Regions from separate parts of the Macaca mulatta genome. Here region 1 is linked to region 2. Evidence: chromatin contacts called from public Hi-C data. All regions are on one chromosome and are shown on one strand. The core of a region is the stretch at or near the end of the contact, and the rest is flanking DNA. Distances in the headings are between cores, read along the strand shown.

Evidence for each region. A called contact is a pair of places that touch in the nucleus more often than the background predicts.
Region 1: a Hi-C map of liver shows a contact between it and region 2, with 2.0 times the contacts expected there. The contact joins the promoter of LARP1B here to the promoter of MFSD8 in region 2. A contact is called at or near these places in 2 of 14 Hi-C or Micro-C datasets (fetal cortex germinal zone and liver).

What each region holds. Positions count from the first base shown.
Region 1 is chr5:136,825,661-136,830,160 of T2T-MMU8v2.0, reverse strand. LARP1B (La ribonucleoprotein 1B) reads right to left here and starts at 2,759. Exons shown (of 19, transcript XM_078002251.1): 1 at 2,269-2,759.
Region 2 is chr5:136,716,578-136,721,531 of T2T-MMU8v2.0, reverse strand. MFSD8 (major facilitator superfamily domain containing 8) reads left to right here and starts at 2,711. Exons shown (of 11, transcript XR_013417292.1): 1 at 2,711-2,787. ABHD18 (abhydrolase domain containing 18) reads right to left here and starts at 2,581. Exons shown (of 11, transcript XM_078002243.1): 1 at 2,256-2,581.

The DNA of each region.
Region 1 (4,500 bases), core at 1,510-4,009, 110 kb before region 2:
ATTACAGGCATGCGCCACCACGCCCAGTTAATTTGTATTTTTAGTAGAGACAAGGTTTCTCCGTGTTAGTCAGGCTGGTCTCAAACTCCCGAGCTCAGGTGATCCACCCGCCTCAGCTTCCCAAAGTGCTAGCATTACAGGCCACCGCGCCCGGTCAGATACTGCTTTTTGTCATGGTTTTTATTTCCATTTTAACTTTTTTTTTTTTTTTTTTTTTTTTTTTTGAGAGGTAGTCTCACTCCGTTGCCCAGGCTGGAGTGCAGTAGAGCGATCTCGGCTCACTGCAACCTCCACCTGCCGGGTTCAAGCAATTCTCCCTGCCTCAGCCTCCCGAGTAGCTGAGATTACAAGGGCCCGCCACCAGGCCTGGCTAATTTTTGTATTTCTAGCAGAGACGGGGTTTCGCCATGTTGGCGAGGCTGGTCTCGAACTCCTGACCCGCAGGTGATCCACCCGCCTCCGCATCCCAAAGTGCTGGGATTACAGGCGTGAGCCACAGCGCCGACCCATTTTAATTTTCTTAAGCTGCAGTTGCTACAATCAAAATAAAGCACCAAGGGCCATACTGCATTGGTCAGCATTCAAATACAGTGGCATAATCTTCTCTCTTCTAAAGGGAAGGAGAGCTGACAATGTTAGAAAACCATTTACATAACGTGCAATCCACGCTCGCATGTCAACCATCCTATTTAATTATTTTCCAGCACACTCATAACTTAAAGCACTTTTAAAACCACATTTAAAGTCTCATTTTTAATATAACTGCTTAGCAGTGTTTCGAAAACCTTGAGATTTTCATCTTATTATTTCATACTAAAAGACTACAATCGCGCTTCCACTTACGAATAAATCTCCTTGCTCTGACTTGCTTCAATCCTTAAAAAAAAAAAAAAAAAAATCCACCAAAACTTTCCCATACGAAGCACTGCAGTATCTAAAGTTAGCTACTTTCCCAAGTCACTAACACGTGGAGACAAAACACAATCGCAACCGCGCCAGCAGAGCTGCGCCGCCAAGCTACCCCCTCCGTGCCCCCACCAGGCAAGGAGAACCTGAGGTCCCACCTCTTCCTGCCGCTCCCTTCCCAGATGCCCATGTATGTAAATAGGCAGAGTGAATGACACCTTGGAACAAATTACATCCGACTGACAGGGAAGGGAGGCCTGCCGTTACCCGGGCCCGGCGCCCGCTACCGCCGCCACGCGCCGGCAAGTCCCGCAAGTCGCCCCTGCCCGCACCCTGCCAGTGCCCAACGCACAGCAACCACAGACCTGCCTCCAGGGTTTCCAGCGGGGGCGGCGGTGGACCTGTCGTGTCTGGGGACAGGTGCTGGGGAGGCTTTTTGGTCCAGGGATTTCCCTTAGGCGGCAGTGGCGGCGGCTGCCGCTTTACCGCAGGGCCAGCTGCCGCCTCTTCCCGGGCGTCCTCGGCCGGCGGATCCCGCAGCAACGGCGGCAACGGCGACGGCGGCGGCGGTGGCGGTGGTGGCGGCTCCCCGCCGAAGGGGCCACCTGGCCCACGCGCCTTGTGCGCCAAGTGCAGCGCCAGGGGCCTCACGGGGACAGCCGCCTGGGGCACGCTGCGTCCCAGCACCAGCGCCGGCGACGGCTCTCCCCGCGCCCCCGCGCTAGTGGCGGCCGCGGCCCTGTCCTCCCTCGCCGCCTCTTTGCCCTCACGTTCGGGCGGGGGCGGCTGCTCGGCCGGCCGGTTCGCCGCGGCCAACAGCGACTCCCTCTCAGCAGTCACCGCGGGCGGATCCTCCCGAGAATGGGCGGCGGGCACCGGGGCGCGAGCAGACATCGTCCCTCTGCCCCAGCCGCCCCGGCCGGGGTGGCCCCGAGGCCAGGGAGCCTGACTGCCCGTCTCTCCGCCCGGACACCGACCGGCTCCAGCTGGGGGCAGAGAACCTGAGAGCCCGGCGGCCGTGGCCGCCACTGCCGCCGCCCGCCGAGGCCGCGCAGCGCCCGGCGTGACGCCCCTCCCCGCACCGAACGGAGCGCCAACCGCCCGCCGGCCCCGTCCTCTACGCGACGCACGCCCGGAGCCCGCCACCACGCGCCGGGAGCCGCAGCCGGGAGCCGCGAGCTCTCACCTGGCGCAGGGCAGCTGCGGAGGCGCAGCACGCAGGGGCCTAGGAGCTTTACCCGAGTTGGGGAGGCGCGAGCAGCCAGCGCCGGTAACTGCCCGCGGAGGCGTGGAGACGGCGAGGAGGGGCGGCCCGAGAGCACGGGGCGGGGCCTCCCTGAGGAGCGTGACGTGGCTACTCACCGGCTCCTTCCCTCGCCGGGCCACTCGCGGGAGCTGACGGATTCGACCGCCCGGGTGCCGCCCGGCCCGAAGGCCTGCCCCGCCCCGGAGGCCCTCCGAGTGCGAGGGAGGACTAAGGGGACGACTCCCGGCTCACGGTCTGAGGCCGCCCCTACTGCGGGCTCAGGGGCGGGACGCGCACCAGCCCTCTGTGGCTCGCGGCCTGCCCCCGCGGCGACGGTGGCCAAGGGCCTGGGCGGGCCGCGCACATGGCGCCGGGAGGACCGGGCGCTTGATTTGCCCTTAGGCCCTAAAGCTGGGTCGCGGCTAGGCTAAGGGAGGGAACGCGGTGTCGACCCCCGGCCTGGGGCGGCTCCCAAGTGAAGTGGGCTCCCGGGCCCGGCCGCTTGGCCCCCTGGCGCCCGGCGCCTCCCCCCTGTGAAAGTTGCCTCCTGGCGCCTCCGGGCACTGCGATCACCTGTAATCTTGAGCCACGTCCGAGATGAAAGCGGAGTTACCTCCTGGTAACTGTTTAGGAAACCTTTGCCCCGGCGTTCGGTTTAGTGCGCCTCCCCGCCCGGATTCCCACCCACCAACTAAAAGAGTTTTAAAGGGTTACTGAGTAAATTAAATAGTATTTCGCTGGCTTTTAGATTTTTTTGTTGTTGTTTCTTTAATTTGGGGAAACAGCACTTAATTATAAGTTAACCATATTCCCAATAGGCTTTTTCTTCCTGGAATGGATGTTAAAATGGTACAAAGACGTTGCGATAATAAATCGGATACTAGCTTTCTACTTGGCACTCACATTCACTTAGAGATGATACTCGTTTCATATGCGTGTATTTTTGAGTCATTGTTTGTGTTCTGATGCAAGGTGGCTGAGAGCAGGTTCCGCCGCTGATGTTTCTTTTTCCGAGCCCCACAACCCCATAGCCTTGTGAAATAAGTTATCCGTGCTTGCCTTTTGTATGGGCTTGCAACCCCCACCCCACGTCCAGTAGGTCTCGCTTCAATTACATTCAACCCGACGTTAATACTTTTTGCTTACTCAAAAGCTGTACTCGGCATGATTTTCCTAAGGCTAATAACCTATTTATACATAACAGCTATAAACAATAAGGGTTTTCTTGTTTTCCATGTCAGTGATCTCCAGTTTACCTGACCCTAAGTAACCTAGAGAACCTTGTTGCAGGGCCAGGCGCGGTGGCTCATGCCTGTAATCCCAGCACTTTGGGAGGCCGAGGCGGGCGGATCACAAGGTCATGAGATCGAGACCACAGTGAAACCTCGTCTCTACTAAAAATACAAAAAATTAGCCGGGCGCGGTTGTGGGCGCCTGTAGTCCCAGCTACTCGGGAGGCTGAGGCAGGAGAATGGCGTGAACCCGGAAGGCGGAGCTTGCAGTGAGCCGAGATCGCGCCACTGCACTCCAGCCTGGGCTGGGCGACAGAGCGAGACTCCGTCTCAAAAAAAAAAAAAAAAAAAAGAGAACCTTGTTGCAATTAAACGGGGATTGTACTTCCACCTATATTCCCAGCCATCTTTACTAGCTCTGTTAGGTTATTAGTGGCCCTGTGGTTTTGTTGTTGTTGTTGTTGTTGTTTTGAGACGGAGTCTTGCTCTGTCGCCCAGGCTGGAGTGCAGTGGCCAGATCTCAGCTCACTGCAAGCTCCACCTCTCGGGTTCATGCCATTCTCCTGCCTCAGCCTCCCGAGTAGCTGGGACTACAGGCGCCCGCCACCACGCCCGGCTAATTTTTTGTATTTTTTAGTAGAGACCAGGTTTCACCGTGTTAGCCAGGATGGTCTTGATCTCCTGACCTCGTGATCCGCCCGTCTTGGCCTCCCAAAGTGCTGGGATTACAGGCTTGAGCCACCGCACCCGGCCTATCGCTTTGTATTTTTTATTGGTGGTGGTGGTGGTTGTTTGAGACAGAGTCTCACTCTGTTGGCCCAGGCTGATCACAGTGGCGTGATCTCGGCTAACTGCAACCTCTGCCTCCGAGGCTCAAGAGATTCTCCTGCCTCAGCCTCCTGAGTAGCTGGGATTACAGGCACGCCACTACCACCCAGCTAATTTTTGTATATTTAGTAGAGATGGGGTTTCATCATGTTGGCCAGGCTGGTCTTGAACTCCTGACCTTAAATGATCCACCCGCCTCAGCTTCTCAAAGTGCTGGGATTACAGGTGTGAAGCACGGCGTCTGGAGTTCTTTTTTTTTTTTTTTTTTTTTTGGAGGTAATCTCTCTC
Region 2 (4,954 bases), core at 1,462-3,961:
TTCTCGTGTGAAACATTCAAGAAATAATCTAATCTCTTCAAATTTAGCTCCTCTTTTCCATGGGCTTTATTAAAAAAAACAAACATATATATATACACATACACACATATATGTTTAAATGTTTACTTTGTTTGGATGCTATGTGTTCCTAAGAAACATTTTTTCTTTTTTTTTTTTCTACTGGTACAATACACTAAGCTTACTTAGATTTCACCAGCTGTGTATGTACTCATCCCATGTGCTTTTGTGGTCTGAAGTCATCACTTGGAGGCACCAATGGAAAAGAGCAGTGTCAGAGGACTGGGATTCCTCTACTAGCTGTATGACCTTGAGTAGGCCACTTTAACCTATAAACAGAAAGTAATATCTGCCCTGATACATGATAGCCAATTATTTCACTTATATAAAAACTGAATATCTACTATATATTTATGAGATATGAGGAAAGATCCTGCTTGCTGCTTTGCCATTTTTTCCCCTTAAGACGCCTGGTGGTAAAGAGCACAGGTTTTAGAACCAGGAGTCCTGCGTTTCTTGAATTCTAGCTCTGTTGCTTGTTAGCTGTATGACTGTGGGCAAGTTACTTAATCTCCCTGCCTTCCATTTCCTTGTATACATGAGACAATTCCCACCTCAGAGGATTGTTGTAAGGATTAGATGAGGTAATTCAATGAGCATTCATCCAACGTATATTTATCTAGGAACCATTCTGCCTACTGCTATACTGGTTAAAAATCCCCTTGTCCACTATATATGTGCCATACATTGCTAGCCCCCAGGAATTAAAAAAGACAATATAGACAATATAGTAAAGCGACATTATGGCAAGAAAATACTAACTTTTCTACCTATGTATCTTCTTGGAACCAATAATACAAATCTGACTTGTTTTTGTGAACTGTTACAAATGAATCTACAAGACTGAATCCAAGTGCAAATAGGTCTTGATTTAGATGGTATTTCTGAATAGTACGTTTCAAGGTTTTTATTTATTTTTTTTTGAGACAGAGTCTCGCTCTCTTGCCCAGGCTGGAGTGCAGTGGCACGATCTCGGCTCACTGCAGCCTCAGCCTCCTGGGTTCAAGGGATTCTCCTGCCTCAGCCTCCTGAGTAGCTGGGACTACAGGTGCGTGCCACCAAGCCCGGCTAATTTTCTTTTTTTTGGTGTATTTTTAGTAGAGTCGAGGTTTCACCGTGTTAGCCAGGATGGTCTCGATCTCCTGACCTCATGATCCGCCCGCCTCGGCCTCCCAAAGTGCTGGGATTACAGGCGTGAGCCACCGCACCCGGCCTGCACGTTTCAAGTTTAGGTGTTCACCAGTTGACCGTGCCTGGTTGATACACACAAGGTCAAAAATGACACAAAGATCAGAAGTGATGTCATATATCATACACGACTGTGCAACTAGTATAGGACCTAGCATTGGGTAAATGCTCATAAATATTAATTAAAAAAATTAAGTTTGGTTTCCAACTTTGCCACTTCCACACCGAGTGACTCTAGGTTTAACTTGTCTGGATCTTAATTTTCGGTAAAATAGAAATGTGTCTGCTTTGCCTATTTCAGTTGTGATCAAATGAAATTACATGACAATGTATCTGGCGCTAATAAAACGGTAATTTATGAGACACAGAATGACTACTGACACCAGCTAGCCTACAAGCCTAATAGTAAAGATAAGATGTTAATACATAACTACCAGGAAATAAACATGGAGATCTCGTGAAAACCCATGACATGTTTTCTAAAAATGTCATCTTCCTTGTGACGAAAGGAGCTGGTCATTGCTAGGCAGGTGCTGTGCCTTTTTCAACCTCCACGTTTCAGCAGCAGGCTCTTCTGAGTGAGATTTTGCAAGGCTGAGGCCCCCGTAGGCGCAGCCGCCGTTGGGGTGCGCATCCGGCAACCTGCAGCTTACAAGCAGCGGATCCCACCTTCAGTACTGGCTTTGACAAGCCCTCCAGGTAATGTGCCCTTGCATTTAGCCGACCTAGAGAAGAGAGCTGGAAGGCAGCTCTACCTTTCACGGGGGGTAAGGGACTGCCCACCCGCTCGCCCCCATCACCTCGGCCCTCCGGAGCGCGCCGCGGACTTCAGCCTTGTCTCTCGCCCCTGCCTCACCCCACGTCCCTGACCCGCGAGTCTCCCGCCTAGCTCCGCGTCCCAGGTCCCTGCCTCCCGGCACGTACACGACGCGCTAAGAGGCGCGGGGAGCTCTTAGCGCGCCTGCTACTTAACCCGGCCGGCTACCTACCGGCCGTCAGGCAGAAGCCTGCGATTGAGCTGGCCGGGCCTCCCAGCACCGCCGCTTTCCAGGCTCCCTTTCGAGGACTCGACTTTGGTCAGAGCCCCAACCGCGGGTCGGGTAACCTTTCCAGGAATCCAAATGGAAGGCGAAGCGGAGAGACGAAGACGAGCGCGGGGCGGAGCGGGGCGGGGCGGCAGTTTGGACACGCCCCGAGCTCGCCTCGGCTCTTCCTCCCCCTCAGAATGGGAAGCGCCTACTGAGGGAGAAGGCTCCCTTGCCCTGCTGCTTCCTTTCGCCCTGCGCTGTCCGGCCTTCCGCGTGACCCCGCCTATGACCTCGGGGCGTTCCGCTCACGTCCGACTGTCAGGTGCGCACGCGCACTTGCAGGCTTGTTTTGCCAGCTTCACGCCACCCAGAATGTGAGAAAGCAGGTGTCGCGAGAGTTGGGCGCAAGACGCCTTGTAGGGACTGTAACTATGGCGGACCTGCGGATCGAAGGTGAACGGGAGCCGCTGTTAGGCGACACACCTGGAAGCAGGTGAGCGAATCCTGGTAGAGGGACCCCTCAGCCTCCTGCGCTGTTGGGACTGGCTCCTTTCCGGGCGTCACCCGCACTGGGACGAACCCTCGCTGCCAGAGGGGTGCCAGCGCGGTAGGAGCCGGTGGCCGGGTTGTGTGAACAGAGGAGATTCGCTCCCAAGGTAAGATAAAGGGCATCTGGCCGCACCTTGCGGTGATGAGCCGGTGGGTTCGAGTGACGGGCCGGAGAAACCCAGGCTGCTGCTTTGCCTGTTGCAGCAGCCAAGCCACCACATTCTGTATCTTCAGAATTCTATATTTGGCTCTTTGTAGCTGATCACTTTACACATTTCACAGTTCCAAAATGATGGATTTAATCGATGCTTGAAGTTATCGGTCTTAATAATGACCTGCTGCCTGACTGCCTGACAACCTCTTTGAAGGAGTGGCCTGCCCCTCCACATCTGTGGGCGTTTCTCCTTAGGTGGAACCAGAGACTTGAGAAAAGAAATGAGACACAGAGACAAAGTATAGAGAAAGAAAAGGTGGGCCCAGGGGACCTAAGCTGGCACCGGTCTCTGAGTTCCCTTAGTATTTATTGATAATTATCCTTACCGTCTTAGAAAAAGGGAAGTGACAGGATAATAGGATCATCATAGGGAGAAGGTAAGCAGTAAGAAATGTGAATAAAGATCTCTGTGATATTAGTTTAAGGAAAAGTGCTGTGCCTTGATATGCATATGCAAACATCTCCATAAACCTTTTTAGTGCATAAAGAGCAGCATTGCTAGGAAGTCCCACCTTTCGCCCTAAGGCGGTTTTCTCCTTTCTCAGTAAACAGAACAACAATCTGGTTTTACACCGAGATGTTCCATTGCCCAGGGACGGGCAGGAGACAGATGCTTTTCTCTATCTCAACTGCCAAGAGGCCTTCTTTCCTCCTATACTAGTCCTCCTCAGCACAGACCTTTCACGGGTGTCAGGCTGGGGGGCGTCAGGCTGGGGGACGATCAGGTCTTTCCCTTCCCACGGGGCCATATTTCAGACTATCACATGGGGAGAAACCTTGGACAATACCTAGCTTTCCTAGGCAGAGGTCCCTGTGACCTTTGGCAGTGTAAGCGTCCCTGGGTACTTGAGATTAAGAGAATGGTGATGACTTTTAACCAGTAAGCTGCCTTCAGGCACTTCTTTAACAAAGCACACCCTGCACAGGCCAAAATCCTTTAAACCTTGAGTCACCGCAGCACATGTCTCTTGCAAGGACAAGGTTGGGGGTAGGGTCACAGATTAACAGCATCTCAAATATAGAACAAGGTGGATGTTAGGCAGGAATCTAGACCCAACTTGGCGGTGTTACCCGGCATAGCAGGCCTTTTGTTAAAGACTCCCTTCACCCTTGTACACACTCGCAGACTTACATGTGTCAGAGTTCTGGCTGGGCAACCACACTTCCCCATGACCTGCAGCTCACCTGCATTCAACAAGTTCGTGAACAGCAGTTTTGGTTGACAGTTTCCAAAGACCCCTTCCTCATGACCCTTACTCAACTCCTGCCCTAGTAGTTTCAGGACCCCCCAGGCCCTGTTTGCACAACCAGCTTCCCTACCTCTCGGGCTATAAAAAGCCCCTACCGTCCTCCCTCAGTGCGACTTCCTTGGCCCGCACCTTTGGACCGAGGAACCTCGCTCGCGAGTCCTAATAAAGGCTGTTCTCACTGCCATTTGCCTTGTGTCTTCGTTCCCGGTTCGGCTCCAGCCTCAGTTTACCTTTACATTTGGTGCCGAAACCCAGGAGGAGACCCCTCCCCCGGACCCTTCCTAGGTCGGGCAGGCTCTCCTCTCCCAGAGCCAGGACCTTCTTTCTGAGCCGGGAGCCGTTTCACCAAATCCAAGACTCAATTCAATCACTGCTGGGTAAGTTTTCCCCTGTCCTGTAGGCCCCCTCCGGGAAGTCCTTGTCTGAAACGCATGGCCACGTCAGGGGCTCCCTCTGGTCAACTGTGACCTTGGCACCGGGGACTAGGAGACGTCCAACCTCCCTGGAAGCTGCCGTACCCCGCACTCCTCATGACAGTGGGAGGATGCTCCCATTGCCACCGGACTGCCTGCCTTAGGACCGTGGGAACTACCCAGTCCAAACCAAACCGAAAATCCCCTCTGAGGTGCCTCTTGGCTAATTTCCAG